Regions from separate parts of the Oryctolagus cuniculus genome. Here region 2 is linked to region 1. Evidence: chromatin contacts called from public Micro-C data. All regions are on one chromosome and are shown on one strand. Each heading gives the region's core, a stretch centred on a gene start, on an enhancer-like site or on the middle of the called end of the contact. The rest is flanking DNA. Distances are from core to core; before and after follow the strand shown.

What was found. A called contact is a pair of places that touch in the nucleus more often than the background predicts.
Region 2: a Micro-C map of ear pinna shows a contact between it and region 1, with 8 times the contacts expected there. The contact joins the promoter of PARP2 here to the promoter of RNASE4 in region 1. A contact is called at or near these places in 5 of 6 Hi-C or Micro-C datasets (ear pinna, embryonic fibroblasts, psoas muscle and 2 more).

What each region holds. Positions count from the first base shown.
Region 1 is chr12:54,100,007-54,105,013 of mOryCun1.1, forward strand. It overlaps RNASE4 (ribonuclease A family member 4), which reads right to left and starts at 2,820. Exons shown (of 2, transcript XM_002718039.5): 1 at 2,677-2,820. ANG (angiogenin) reads right to left here and starts at 2,809. Exons shown (of 2, transcript XM_008269305.4): 1 at 2,677-2,809. It overlaps TRNAP-UGG (transfer RNA proline (anticodon UGG)), which reads right to left and starts at 3,220; the gene lies at 3,149-3,220. TRNAY-GUA (transfer RNA tyrosine (anticodon GUA)) reads right to left here and starts at 4,304; the gene lies at 4,215-4,304.
Region 2 is chr12:54,404,639-54,409,645 of mOryCun1.1, forward strand. It overlaps PARP2 (poly(ADP-ribose) polymerase 2), which reads right to left and starts at 2,855. Exons shown (of 16, transcript XM_070053948.1): 1 at 2,708-2,855; 2 at 1,487-1,648; 3 at 129-199. The coding sequence starts at 2,753. CCNB1IP1 (cyclin B1 interacting protein 1) reads left to right here and starts at 4,195. Exons shown (of 7, transcript XM_070053956.1): 1 at 4,195-4,387.

The DNA.
Region 1 (5,007 bases), core at 1,570-4,069:
TGCAGTTGTAAAGAACAAGACTAAGGCAACTTCCATAAACTGCTTTTGCTCAGTAGCTGGTGCCTCAGGGGTACTGAAGTCTCTGTAAAGGAAGGGGCAAGCATGCCTCTGAGCACCACTGGCAAACGGCAACGTTCAAAGTGTTTCAGGAAAAAAGAAAAGCAATGAGACCCATGGAATGGGGTCTCTACTGACAGCTAACAGTGTCCAAATGCTCAGGCTCTCTTTGTGGGCAAACATGCCATTTTTGAGTGCTTCCTATTTAAATTGGTCACACATCACTTTCCAAACACACACAAGAGAACCAAGTTCCAAAATGTTTACTGCTCATTTGCTAGGGAGAAGACTTGCCAGGCTCATTGCAACACTCCTACTGCCTCCCTAGTCCCCAGTGAAAACACACACACACACACACACACACACACACAGAGAGAGAGAGAGAGAGAGAGAGAGAGAGAGAGTGTTCTGATGACCAGAAGCATCAATTCAGGCACTAGAGCAAACCTCTGACAGTGGAGTTACCCACCAGTGCTGGGAAGTAGCCTTCAGCTTCCGAACAGGGAGTCCCTTCTCTCTCTCTGGGTCATCAACTGACAACTTCTGGGGGATCAAAACCTGTCCACAGAGTAAACAATGCAAAAGCCAGTTTCTTGTTCTTCTTTTCAAACTTGGCACAAGGAAGTTATGTTGAAATAGAAAATAGGGCTTTGGAAAAAAAAAAAGATTTCCTATTTCATTAAGATGCATCTACACACTTACAGTGCTTCAAAACACAAGGACCTATAATGCGTGACTAGTGAACATTATATCTTTGTCCACAATTTTAGTACATGTAAAACAACTGCCAAGTTAAAAAAAAAAAAAAACTCCTGTTTTTCAACTGCTCTGACAACTTGAACTTGAAAGTCATTTCCCTTTTCCTAGATTTTTTTCCTATGTCTCTCCCTCAAGCCAGGAGTGTTCCTGCACATGGACATAGAAGGCAGGGGACTCTACTTCCAAGGAGTCTAGGGAAAATATAGTCCCCCTTCAGACAGAGTATACATGCAATATTTCTGTCCGAGGACTAATTATAAAATTTGATGAAGGAAGGTACGGACCAGATCACCTTTAAAGTCCTTTATAATGTGAATATTTTTAGGTCTATAAGCATGAAACTTATCCAGTGACAAAAGTAATGGTTAAAGGAGGAAAAGCTCCCATGAAAAGAAGGGTCACACCTCCAGGAAGTGAGGACACTATTGACTGAGTGAGAATGTGAACAGAGTCCTCCTGACACAACTCTATTTCCAAAGACAAAAATTAAACATTCACCTTTCAACAAACTCTGTGTTTTGTGTACATTCCCTTACCAAGTGTTTTAAGGCATTCTGTTTACAGAGATTGCAATTTGCTGAAATACAGATTAAGTGAAAACTCCTAAAGAACAGTTTCAAAGGTCTGCAATGGTCCACTTTTTGGTCCATCTACGTTAACTTCAGTCCCATTGGCAAATGCTTCCAACGACAATTCAGCAAGCCTACTTGCTTTTAGCTTCTTTTATGTAAGAGTTACATAACAAATCTCTGACACCATCCCATTCCTGGGACTATAAGGTTTCCAATGCACCACACAACTTTTTATTCTTTTTTTTTTTTTTGGTAATTTCTAGAAAAGCAAAACTTTTTTCAGGTGCCCCTGAAAGTCAGTGGTGAAAGGAAACCCACACTAAATATTTCCGTAAGTTCCAAAAATATGTTGCTCCCCTTTCTATCCTTAAGAGAGTTGCTTGAATTAAAGTATCTGTGACCAAATTATACTTCTGCACTGACGAGTTAGCAGCTGAGCAGGTAAGTGGTCTTTGGATACCAGAGGTTGCCTACCCGCTAGTTCTCATCTGAATAGCTGAGGCTGCTTCTATAAGGTGGGCCGCTCGCTTGGGTTGCTAGTGAATACTGCTATGGCTTGACCACAGGTTTCGTGCTGTCACGGAGGGGGGATACGGCTCACTGAGATCTCGCCAGCCCCCAGGATGGTGCTGACATTGGTTTTACAGTCCCTCCTAAATAAAGATGCCTTGTTTTATCCAAGCGCTGTTGCGGTTCATGTTCCGTTTCAGAGCAAATAACCAGGGGATTCCAATTAGGCTCGGAGAGGAGAAAGTTGGCCAGTGTCTCCAGGAATTTCGCAACACTGGCTGAGAGGATGGGTTAAGGGCGGGGAACCACGAGAAAACGAAAACACCAGTTCCCAGATGTCAGCGACGCTTGCCAACTACAAAAACAAAAACCTGGACAAAAGCCCTGCTTCACAATTCTGGCGATCGACCTGGTACCGAAGGTTTCCTTAGTTTTGAGCAAGTGCAGGCCACCCTTGGGTTGGCCAATTCCGTGGGCTCCCTCTGGGTATCCACACCGGCATCTCCGCCTGGCTGCACAACCGGAACAACGAGGCGGGAACGCAGAATCGCGAACGCGAGCAAGGACGCAACTTTTCCTCCCTCCCCGTCCGTGGGCTCCTCCACACCGGCCCCTCAGCCGCTCCCCTAGGGCCACACACCGCCCCTCGTGCGAGGAAGGGGCTCCCCCGGCGCCCCCGGCCAGGCCACCACGAAGGAGCAGCAGCAGCGGGAACCCAGGCCTCGGGACAGGGCGGCAGAAGCGCGCCGGACAGGGCAAAGGAAAGTGTGTTTCTCACCTCTGCTTGCTCCCTTGCACGACGATGGGGCGCCGCAGTCCTGCTGTGTGTGTGCGTGGCGTCGGGGCGCTCGCGGACACCGACCCGGGTGGGGTTCGGGGAGGGCGGAGGATGCGCGGGCGAGCCTCGGTCTTCGGGACCGCGCCCAGCTTTCCTCTGGAGGCCCCTCCCGCCTGGATCCGCGTCGCGAGCCCCCGCCCCACAGCAGCGGGCGGATCCCCGCCCAGGCCTGGGACGAGCCCGGGGCTGCGCGCTCCTGACCCAGCCACCGGGGGATACAGGGGCTGGAAGTGGTCCCTGTTTCCCTTAGCGCTGGCGGGCGGCGCCCGAAACCCAGCCGGTTCCGTCCCAGCGCTGGTCAATGCTACTTTCTGCGGGACAATCGGAACATGAGAACTGTAGCGAACTTAACTTTTTCCAAGCAATGGCCAAAGAGAGGGAAAAATTTTTTAAAGTTAAAAGAATGCCTGAAGGGCTCGTCCGGGATTTGAACCCGGGACCTCTCGCACCCAAAGCGAGAATCATACCCCTAGACCAACGAGCCACGGCGAAAAACACGCGCTTTTTCTCGACTGAATTGCGCTTTTCGGCACAGTTATTGGCCGCCAGGCTACTCCAGCGGTAACTTTTCCTTTTCCATTCTTGCCGTTTTACCGAGTGCCCTGGCTTCTTCTCCCCCCTCGCGCCAGACCCCTCCAGAGGCAGGGTGCGCTGAGGCGGGGCAGCCTCTCCGCTCTCAGGCCGCGGCTGAGCTCCGCGGACCCCGCTGGGGCGCGTGGAGACACGTGTGGAGCTCCGTGGAACGGCCGTGGGGTCCCGACCCCAGGAGGGACGCGCGGGACGTGTCCGTGCCCGCCTACTACGACGGGCGAGGCTGCCGGGAGCCGGAGCCCGCTCGGGGTGCGCAAACAGGTTGGAGGTGAGCAGGTTGGGGCCTGTTCGGATACTGTGGGCCCCTCGCAGGTGCCCGGAACAGGATTCCGTTTTTCTCTCCGCATCGTTGCATCAAATTGTTTCTTCCCTCCAGAACCCAGGCTCTCGCAGTTTCATCCCAATTCGCGTCAAATCTCACTCTCTATGTATAGTTGCCTACAAAAGCTAAAAGCGCCGCTTCCTGGATGGATGTGTGTGCGCGTGCAGGGCCGGGCAGTCACTGGGGCCGAGGGACACGGGGTGGGGGATGGGGGTGTTCTGCACATCAGGGTCCCGCAGGCCACAGGCCGCACCCACTCACGGTTCAGTTCCAATTGAGAGACTTTGCTCTCTGACTTTTAAGCTTGAGGCAGCAGCCTTGGATCAACTAGAAGCCAAAAAGAAAACCACGGGTTCCGTAAAGAAGCTCAGAACCTCTCGAAATGGCCAGAAGAACCCACTGCACACTCTCCCCAGGGGTGGACACGAAACTGAGGTACTCCGAGCTGTATGCAATATTCATCCAAGGCCGGGTGAGTGATTTCAGATCGGAATCAGAGCAGAGAACCGTCGCGGGAGCACAGAGCGGAACTGTTGAAAGCTGCGAACCCCAAAACAGCAGCTCTTCCTTCGAGCCGGAATCGAACCAGCGACCTAAGGATGACTCCACAGGGAAGCGCTACAGTCCTCCGCTCTACCAGCTGAGCTATCGAAGGGAGCGCACGAGGCCCGTTTCCGGAAGCCCCTATTCAGGATATCGCTCATCGGACGCGCACGCCAGGATCCCCGTTTCTGCACGGCGGCCCGCGCTGTGAGCCCCGTGTCCGCGGCTGCCTCCCTGCGGCGCTTCCTGGCTGAACCAGCGCGTGGGCCCCACACAGGCAGCCCTGTGGCCGGTGCTTGCGGCACATCCTCAGGCCCTCCTGGGGCTGTCGGCCCTGCGGGGCGCTGGGCTGCACCGTTCCGTCCGCGTGACCGCCCCGGGGGCGCGGCGGGCTCGGCTGCGGCCGCGCGCTCCTCTCGCTTCCTCGCCCGGGGCGCGCGGCTGCCTCACGGCGCGCGGGCCTCGGCCCCCTGCGCCCCTCGTTCCCCGAGGCCTCCTCAGACTGGGGCGGCGGAGAGGACGTGGAAGACGCTGCCCGTGCGGTAAACTCAGCGTTTCTGTGAGCAGTCACATTGGGGGGAAAACAGTGTTAGGTTATTCACGGAGGAGGCCGCAGCTTCTTCGAGTCAGTATCAAATTTAGTGACACAAGCCTCGCCCCCCAAGTGCGGGCCCCCACGCTTTCTCCGCTGAGACACGGAAGAAGGAAATCTTGCAGGATGGCGCACGCCTCCGGGACGCCTGACCCCAGGGCCGTCACCGGCTCTTCCCCTTCGAGGAGTCGTTCCCAGAACCGGCGCTCGAGGGTTCGGTCGC
Region 2 (5,007 bases), core at 1,605-4,104, 300 kb after region 1:
TCAGCCTTGGAGAAAGTTATCACTAGTGAAATCTGGGATTCCTAAAACGAATACATCCCAGGCAGGAATTCTAACAAAGGAACACTGCTTTCTAAGAGTTCCATTGACTGGGGATTGGTTCCAGTTACCTTTCCCACTTTGGCTGTGCACTCCGGGTCCACAGGAGCTTTGCCCTTTATCAGCAAGGCCTTCACAGATTCTGAGGAAAGACATGGATGTGTATGGGAATCAAAAGTAGCTGTCACTGTTGGGCAGAAATCTGTCAGAATTAACTTTGCCCTTCCCAGACACTTCTAGTCTTCTGCCTAGATTCCAATCCATTTCAAATACATGAAAATGAAGACTAAGACGCAGATTTTTACTTTTTATTTGCTGAATTCTTTAGTTAGTAGAGCATTAAGCCTTTGACTACTGTAAATTAAAGATGTTATCTCAAAAAATTAAGCTAAAAAATAGATAAGGCCAGCCGGCGCCGCGGCTCTGTAGGCTAATCCTCTGCCTGCGGCGCCGGCACACCGGGTTCTAGTCCCGGTCGGGGCGCCGGCTTCTGTCCCAGTTGCCCCTCTTCCAGGCCAGCTCTCTGCTGTGGCTAGGGAGTGCAGTGGAGGATGGCCCAAGTGCTTGGGCCCTGCACCCCATGGGAGACCAGGATAAGTACCTGGCTCCTGGCTTTGAATCAGTGTGGTGCAACAGCCGCAGCACGCCAGCTGTGGCGGCCATTGGAGGGTGAACCAAAAGCAAAGGAAGACCTTTCTCTCTGTCGCTCTCTCTCTGTGCACTCTGCCTGTCTCAAAAAAAAGAAAAAAAAAAAAAAAAGAGTCCTGAGGCCAGCCAGTGGGGCTGGGGTCTGTGGGCCCCTCAGCCGTAGGTGGAATGTCCTTTACAAGCAGGCTGTCAGCTGTGGCTGGAAAGCCTGTCTCCAGACCAACTGGCATCTCCCCCACTAACAGCTTCTTGTGGGGCATGTGTGACCTTGCGGCTTTGAATCACACCTTCAGGGTGGGGGCAATCTTTCACCCAGAGCTGGCAGAGGAGGAGGCTGAGCCCCTAAGGAGACGACGGACAGTCTCCAGGAGACCCCCACTAAACCAATCAACATACGTTTGTGAAAACCCGTCCAATGGGCACCCCACAGAATGACCCAATGAACAGACAGCAATGCCTTAAAAACCCGGGACACTTCCTTAAAGCCAGTGTCCCGCTCGGGCACTCCGCCTGCTCCCCTCTTGGACCAAACACCCTCTGCTGCTTGCCAATCAAATAAAAGCTTCTTTCTGTCTAATAAAAATTTCTGTTTCTTTACAAACTGTTTCCTGGCTTTTTATTTCTATACTAAGCTAAGGAAAGTGCTATAGTATGTGCTGAGGCTAGGGAAATTAATTATACTCTCAAGAAAGGAAGAAATAATAGTTAAAGAACAAATTATCGCACAACCACTCCCACTTCCCCCAGAGAAATTCTAGCTAGCCCTTGTCTGCCTTACCACCTTGCTTGTCTTCTGTCCCCTCCTTATCAGCCTTTTTTTCAGCCGAAGGTTCCTTTTTCATCTCTAGTTTCTGGCATCTTCGAGTTTTCTTGGCAGGGGGAGAGTCTTCGGTGACTGAATTGCCATTATTAACTTTCTTGGTTTCATTTACTGCTACAGAAGCTAAGAACGAGAGTGAACAAATAAAGATCCTGTGTGAAAAAAAAAAAAACTTTTAAAGAAATGATTTGAAGATGGCTTTGTCAGTTTACAAAGTTTGTAAGAAACAGACACAACTGCTACAGCAAAGCTCTTGATAACAGGCTGAGTAGTCTTTCATAAACTGCTATTTCAGCCTAACAAAAGGAAGCCCCAAGGCACCTGTAAGTCCACAGCCTAAGGCATGAGTCTCAGTCTACTCACGCTTTGCTCCAGCCTCAGCACCCACAAATACCTACCCAAACTACCTGAGGCAACAGCAGACTGCTCTAGGCACTCAGCCTAGCTAGGATCCCAGTTCTGCTTCTTCTAGCTGGAAACCTTAGAGAAGTTACGTGATCTATTTTGACCTCCATTAGCCCAACCATAAAATCCATAAGATGACAACAGGGTAGACTTATGCATTTAAGCTCTTGACACAGAGGTGAGTTAAACTCCGCTTGGGGTCTACCCATCCCATAGCCGAGTGCCTGCTTTGAGGCCTGGGAGGCAGCAGCCCACGGCCTAAGTACTTGGGATCCTGTCTCTCACTGGGTAAACCAGATGGAGTCCCTGGCTCCTGGCTTCCGCCAGGGCTACTGCAGGCATCTGGGGAGGTGGGGATGGAAGAGCTCTCTGTCTCTACTTCCATCATTCTGCCTTTCAAATAAATAGACTTTTAAAAACTCCATAATAGAGTACTATATTTCAACAGTTCTAAGACTTGCATTTGACTCTGAAATCGGGATATGTCTTATGACGAATGATATATAGTGAATCAGGATTTAATTGGAAGCGCTTATCCTTTCTTTAGTGGAACATAAAATCAAATGATGCATGCTACAACTGATTTTAAAAATTAGATTGTTAGGTATTCATTCATAGCGCTGCCACTACATCAGTTGTCACAGGTCCACAAGCCTTTCTGAACTCTAAAAATCAAGCCTTAGAAGTCCAGGAACACGTGCAGATCGAGGGGAGAGGGACCAGAGCAGGGGGCACGCTCCTCTTCGGACTTCCCGCCCGCCAGCATGCTCTCCGAACCTCGAGCGCCGCGGCTGGAAGCCGCCCGCCGCCGCCGCGCCGCCATGGAGATCTAACGTCATCAACCCGCTCCCGGGAACCGCGCCCTGGCCCGTTCCCGCGTCAGCACACAGCGCGCTTGCGCTGTGGCGAGAAGCGCGTCTGAAGCATACTTCAAGAAATTTGCATGTCGCTATGTCTTGTGGGAAGCTACCGTAAGGGAAAGATGCCTTGGGTTTTCGGAGCTTTATAAAGTCTGTTCGGATCCACCTCTCCCCATAGGGCGGAGGAAGCTCATCAGTGGGGCCACGAGCTGAGTGCGTCACGTCACTCTACCCCATGTCCCTTGGGAAGGTCTGAGACTAGGGCCAGTAGCGGCCCTAACAGGGCTCTCCCTGAGTCTCGGGGAGGTGAGTTCCCAGAGAACGGGGCTCCGCGCGAGGGCAGACTGGGCAGGAGATGCCGCGGGCCCGCCCCGGGTCCCGGCGGATGCCTCCTTAGCCGGAGCTTGGAACAGACTCACGGCCAGCGAAGTGAGTTCAATGGCTGAGGTGAGGTACCCCGCTGGTGGGGGCCTCATAACCTAATTCAGACTACTCTCCCCCGCCCTGCTTTTCCCTTTTCTGTAATTGGGATTAAATTATGGATTAAATTAAATTCAATAAGTAGTTTTCAGTTAAAATGGCTAGGTAGGCTGTGAAGTGGATTGGAAGATATTATTAAAAAGTGAGAACTGTAAATTCCTACAAATTTTCCTTCTATATGAAGAAAAATACCTCGAGTACTTTATATGTATTTGTATATGCATTCTGTGTTTTATGTTTTAAAAAATCATAATGAATATTGTGCCAGTGAGTTCTCTAGTTATGATTTAAAAAGCAATCCTAACATACGAGGAAGCTTCAAAAATTCACGGAAAATTCACATTCTCTTTAAATTCCCTTTGCCCATAAACTTCGTAAAGCTCCCTCATGTAATTTAACCAAAGGGGGTGTGAGGAGTCAAAATGCTCCATTAATCATGTCCTGATCACTAAAGGTCACTGTTTTGGATCCAGCGATGTGTAAGATACACTTTGCCCTTCAGTAGTTTATAGTCTACTTGGGGAGTGAAATCTGAAATTATGTAATGACAATAAAAATAGGTAACATGTTGAGTACTGTGTGGCAGGCATTAAACTGGGCACATTTTATAAATTATTTTACTTAATCTTCACAGCAATCATAGGAGGGCGATGCCTCTTTATAGTTGAGGAAACAGATGTTTGTCAGGAAATCACAAGGCTCAGATTCAAAATCAGCTAAATTTTACTTTAAAGGCTAAACAGTTAATTGTCCATCTTTTATGCACTGAGCCTCTTAGCCTGAAGATTGCTCTGAAGCCTAGTTCTAACTTGAATGGGTCTAGAATCTTTATAATGGAAGCCGTTATCTTACATAACTCACCATGTTCAGATTACAAAACATAGGGCGTTGTCATAAAGGGATTAAAACTCTTTGGAATAGAATGTAGTAGGCCTATCTAAGCAAGAGCTTGTACAGGTCGCTTATATTAGCCTGTGTTTGCTTGTGCTAAGTATATTAACCCAGAAAGAAACTTGGTTTTTGAAGGTCAATCTAAAAACAGTTCTGGAAGCATCATTGGTCCTCAGGGAGACAGGAGGGTAAAGGAGGCCACTGCGTCATCTCAGCACCTTTTAAGGTAAAGGAGGAGGGAAGCCTCCTGCAACTCAATAGCCAATCAGCGTCTGAGGCCACTTCTCAAGGGCCCCTTCCTGTCTCTCTACTTTCTTTCCTCCGTTGTGGTGGGCTGGTGAGTGTGCACTTAATTCTGCTCTCTAGTTGTTCCGAGTTTCTCTTCCATGTGAACCATCTCCCCAGGTTTCAGGCCTTTATTGCAAACCGGCGTGGGAATGTGTGTAAGTAGCAAGGCTATATCGGCCGTGTGGAGGTTGGGGGCAGGTTAGTGAAATGCTGAGCCTGGCTTGTTTCCACGTGGGCCTCTGCAGGAGTGGGTTTTCCGCTGAGACCTGGTCACTGTGCTTTAGGTACAGAGTGCATCGGCTTCGTTTTGTTTGGTGGGAAAGAGAATTGTTATTAGCCCAGTGCTGTTTTGATTTGTATCTCCCTGGGTGAGGGTGGACCTTGGAAACTGAATTCAGCCCCCTACATTTTCATTCACCTTCAAACGTCTTAAGGGCCCAGATCCTTACAGGATCTGTGGAAACTGCGGTGGACATCGTCTTTGCCCTGATTTTGCACAGAGCATTCTGGCTTTCTTGATGAGACTAGGCAGCAAAGACTGAAGTCGCAAGATTTTAG